2 separate regions of the Capsicum annuum genome follow, and region 1 is linked to region 2. The links are chromatin contacts, called in public Hi-C maps. All regions are on one chromosome and are shown on one strand. The core of a region is the stretch at or near the end of the contact, and the rest is flanking DNA. Distances in the headings are between cores, read along the strand shown.

Evidence for each region. Hi-C and Micro-C count contacts between places; a contact is called where the count stands out from the background.
Region 1: a Hi-C map of leaf shows a contact between it and region 2, with 2.5 times the contacts expected there. The contact joins the enhancer-like site here to the promoter of LOC107853439 in region 2. A contact is called at or near these places in 2 of 5 Hi-C or Micro-C datasets (bud and leaf).

What each region holds. Positions count from the first base shown.
Region 1 is chr1:22,150,819-22,153,518 of UCD10Xv1.1, forward strand. No RefSeq gene overlaps it. Among protein-coding and RNA genes, the nearest start is that of LOC107870041, 11 kb to the right of the region's middle. Within about 2 kb of position 1,378, at least 3 of the 5 cell types and tissues checked have an H3K27ac peak or open chromatin away from gene starts, as enhancers often do. A contact at or near this core is called in bud and leaf, where this site is marked.
Region 2 is chr1:22,038,191-22,040,890 of UCD10Xv1.1, forward strand. LOC107853439 (heavy metal-associated isoprenylated plant protein 30) reads left to right here and starts at 1,294. Exons shown (of 3, transcript XM_016698430.2): 1 at 1,294-1,563; 2 at 1,660-1,735. The coding sequence starts at 1,420.

The DNA.
Region 1 (2,700 bases), core at 128-2,627, 110 kb after region 2:
AAGCATACAAAAAAAATGATGGTTTGCCTGGTGAACTACAATGCTATAGTGCATGTAAATGAAAAATGAGTTTAGAAAATAGATGTAGTAGTGCAGTAGATGATTCTGTCTGTCTTCAGTATTTTCACAACACCTCCTGAAATGTGTTGTGAACGCTATTATAATAGAAGTAGTCGTGTTATTATTAATTTGCATCCAAATGTATCAAAGTAATTTGTCATGGTATTTGATCATAAAGTTCAGCAAATCTCATTTCACCTTCCACGAATAAAACAGTACAAGATAATTTAAATTTTGGCTTGATTTCACAAACTCTAAAGGAAGAAAGTAACTTATGGTATAATTCTTAGAAAGAGTACCGGACACATATATTCATTCATAAAAGAAAGATGCACATTTTGGTATGATTTCACATTTAAAAGTACTAAAATATTAGTAATATATTAGTATTGATCGCCGGTTATAGATGAGGTAGGTGCTGCGGGTTAGAATTTTTTAAATAACAAAACGGGGACCAATGGAAATGTGTCACTTCATTAATGCAATAATTATTTATTTATTTAATAAAAATGATAAATAAAAGATATTTTGGAACTCAAAGTTAGATGAGGAGGGTATTTTAAAGCCCAAAGAAAGATGTGACGGACATTTTGGAGCCCAAAGGTGGATGAGAAGGGCAATGTAGAGCCGAAAGGTAGATGAAAGATATTTTTGCATCATTTCTAATAGATGAAGGATATTTTAAGTCCTTTTTCGTTTAAAATATAACAAAGTACTTTAAATCCGCGTGCAATCCAGCACAAAGTGAAATCGCGGCGATACAATACCCCGATTATAATTGTATGAGTATGTATATGTGAGTAACTAAAGTAGAAACTTGTATGTATGGCCAACTATATAAGTATCTATCTATTTTCAAAGTAAAAGTTGCATATTTGTATATGTATGTGAATACATCAGCCATATGTGTAACCGTGATTCCAATGCATGTATGTGGACAACATTGACCAATTGTATGTTAAGGGTAATATAGAATATATGTGAAGTGTATGTGTATATACAGAGAATCCAACATCTAAAATGTATTATGTATATCATACGTGTGTGCCAAGTCTTTGTTCTTACATACGGTAATAGACATACAACATACAATTTCCATGGATATGGCATACAAATTATTAGTTGGGATTCTTTAAAGTTTGAGAGTTGCCTAGAAATGCTTTATCAATTTTGTTACCATAATCTTAAAATCTCAAAAAAAAAAATAAAAAAAAAATGGAAATAATTAACCAAAAAAATGGATTGAATAAGTTCCATGGTCCTACTTTAAAATCCCCTTCGATCAACCTGGTTGTTTTTGTTAATTATCGTTTTCAAATACCAGACTAATCATGCTGGCCATTGGGTTAGGGACTTATCAAAGTATTGTCAATGTCACCAAATTAATGGACACAAAAATTAGGTTGATGGTTTATGCAATAAAATCAAGCTTCTTGTTTTTTTTTTTTTTTCCAATAATCGTCTAGTGTTCGAAATTTACTGATCCAACTATTTTAAATTAGCATTTCGTAGAATCCATTTGAGGGAAAGCTCTTCCTACCTGCAGTTAGCACGAATTCAAAATTTCTGACTAAGAATGAGGGATCTTATTTATCCCACCACGTTCTTTCATATTTTTTTTTCTTGTGGATTTTAATGTCTTACATTTTCGGTTCTTCATATCCTCGTTATGCTTTTAAAAAAATGAAAGTGCAAAAGGGAGAGAAAATTTAGATAAGTACTCCAAGCTAATATTAGCAGAAATTTAATAATTTAATTTAGGTAGCAACAGAATAAAGAAGATGGATTGTCATTAATTAAATGTGAAATATACTCCAATTAATGCTTCTAATTATTAATTATGCGTGCTTTTTTTGAAAGCAAACTGCGTGAATCTTTGAATCAAATCTTTTTTATACTGAAGTCCTAAGATTTTACTCATCATACCCAGACTTAGTAGTTGGTTTAATCTGCAGGCTTTACTAAATCATTTAAAAAGAAAAAATAGTTTGAAGCATAATTACAAAATATATCTATAATTGTTGAATTAGGCGGAAGAGATATGTCAGGCAGTTAGTATCAACTGTTATAATAAAAGAGTTGTATTCAGGTAATAAATATCTACCAACCAGATATCAATTGCATCAAGCAAATATCAGTTTTATTAATGCATATTGCATAATCTAAATACGTGCGAAGAATTGTATTAACGTGCATGTGTACTATGTATTTGGTACAAAGCTCAAAATACATTTACAATTTTTCAAAACTGTAATTGCACATGATAGCTGACTTATATTGCCTCTAGTCCATTTGTAATGTTGTTTAGGTTTAATTCAAAAATAAATATCACCTTACAAAACCAAGAAGACATTAGCTATCTTTTCCGAATCTCCCCGGCTCGAATAAATGATCCATACAATTTTCTAAAAAACCTTTCAATAATTATTACTCATTTTGGAATCCCCCAAGGAAATTTATAATCTTTGTCCTTTGAGTGAGCACTTTATGGTAAACTGTTCACTCGCAATAGCTCGCAAGTCGCAACTCACAGAGGAGATGTAAACTGCACTAGACCAGCCCCGTGTGATAAACTTATGGTTGAGTTCACCAATATCTTGAATGACATTTAAAATGAACCGGATGCAGTACTATTTTTTG
Region 2 (2,700 bases), core at 44-2,543:
ATGCTTCAATAGTGTGAGCTATACAGTTTTATGTTTGGTGACTACATTTAATTAAAAGAAGATGGTGACAGTGAGTTCCTTTCTCCACCCCCTAAGAAAGGAGTTATTTAGAGAATATTTTTAACTTCTAAACATGTCTGATGATATATATATATATATATATATAAAAGAAAGGAGATATTTAGAGAATATTTGATTATGCTTTGCATCAAAACATGTCAATTTGTGTTTGTTTAAGCCCATCCATCTCCCACAACACCCCTTATATTCCCTCATCTCCTTTAATTATTTTAGTACTCTCAGTCTCTTAGCACCAAGCCTAGCCATATAGGCTTCATCCACTCTTCACGTTTTCATCCACCTTAATTAATTTATTGGATTTCATCACTACATGCAATTAAACATCTCTATAACAATATAGTTTATTTCCCGATATTTTCTTAATCATAACAAGAATAACATATTCAGTATATAATCTCATAAAATGAGATCCAATAAGTATAGAGTGTATGCAAATCTTATCCCTATCTTAGAGATATAGAAGTTGTTTTTGATAGACCTTTTGCAAAATAAAGAAGCAACAAAAGTACAAGAAATAACATAGTAATAGAACATTAACTACAACAAAAATAATATGATAGATGAAGTACAAGTAACAAAAAATATGACAAAATGGAAGGTCAAGGAACTACCGGAGAGATACTAATAAGGACGGATAACAAGACAACGAAACTTTCAACCTAACTTTTATCTCTCACAACCCCCTAGCTATTAATAGCATAATTTTATTATAGACAACATATAATATAACACAATACGTTCTTCGGGACGGTTCAGTTGGTTTGGAGGGCGGTTATTCACACGGATGACCCGAGTTTGATCCCCCACACACAAACGCCTTTTGAGTCGATCCTGTCGCATAGGGTTTGCGTGGCTAGTACGGTTTACATACGCTGTGTGGTTTACGCAATGCTCACCCGAAGTACAAAGACTCCATTCTATCAAAAACATGTCTGTTATAGTGAAATGACGTTAGAGAGTTCTGAGTTTGATTAGACCGATACCATTATTCCTTCCTAAAGGAATACTTTTGCTATTTTATTTTTTATTCTTTATAAAAGAAAGAAATTAGATAATGTATTTATGCATGACTAAGAAAGTGAAGGCAATAATTAATTCGAAATATTTAAATTACAAACTAGGAGTTCAATTTGTTGGTTTACTAGAATCTATTTGCCATGAGATTGGAACTTAAGAAAAAGATGCCTCGGGTTGGAGGAATATTTCATAAATGGGGATAAAGCTTTCTAAAAACTACATTATTATATTTCTTCCTCCCCCTTCTCTTTATATAAGTGTTGTAATTGCTACCTAGAAATATTCAACCTACATACATATAGGAAAGGAACCTATTCACAAATGGTTAACTTACTAGAGAAATTATTTGGCTCTTTTGTATCTGCCATCACTAGTTATTTTCACTATCATCAACCTCATGATCAAACTCATCACCAAGGAACCAACAAACACAAAATGACTAAGTCCCGTCCAATTTCTTTACAGGTTTTAACTCGATTACTAGTTTTCTTTAATTAATTTCCTTCCAATACAAGTTTAATTTATGCATCCTTAAAAACTTTTTTTTGTTTGTACATACAGACTGTGGAACTCAAAGTAAGGATGTGTTGTAGTGGGTGCGAGAGAGTTATCAAAGATGCTGTCTTCAAGCTTAGAGGTATAATAAAATAAAATGATATCATCCATGGGTAGATGGATCACCACTTGAAATAAAGGCTTTTTGTATTAGGAATTAATATCAGGAAGTTTGTGTAAATTAAATATGATTTTTTTTAATTCATCTTCTATCAAATAAGCTTACTGGAAAAATATACTGTGGAAAATAAGTTCTCACTGAAACGTGGGAAGCTTCATAAGGATTCTACGTATATGTAGCTCAGTTACTCATTTTCAATTGTCATATTGCCCTTCATGAGAGTTAATTTGACTAACCTTCATAGTTAATTGAATTAAATTAATTAACTATTTTAAATTTATAATTTGGATATTTCAAAAAAATATGAAAAAAATACTATAAACTGCAATCCTTCTCATATCAATAACAATATACACAGAGAAATCCCTCAAGTGGTGTCTGGGTAGGGTAGACTGTGCAAATCCTTACCTCTACTTCGTGTAGGTAGAGAGGTTGTTTTCGTAAGAACCCGAACTCAATCCTTCTCATATGAATATGATGAGAAAGACATCTTAAATTGGTCAAAGTCCATGTAATTTGACTCTTAAAAAACAAAACATGACAAGTAAAAGGAAATGGAGGAAGCTAGTAATAATTAATTATAATCAAACCTTTTATAACTACATCGTATATCCCGATATTTTTTGGTTGCTAAGCGAGATGTTGTTATAAAGAATATATGATACACTCTCTATCTTAATTATTTATGTGGTATCTTTTGAATTTTGAGAATCAACGGTTTTCTTATTTTATTTTAATAACAATCTTTTGATATACCTTTTAAATCTTTTAAATTATTAATTATCCGGGTTATAATACTTTTATCTGGTTTTCAAATAAATTTTATTTCAAAAGACATAAAGATTTTATATTCAAATTCACTGTCAAAATTTAAAAGTTTGACTCTCAATTTTTTAACCGTGTCACAAAATAGAGATAGAGGGAAT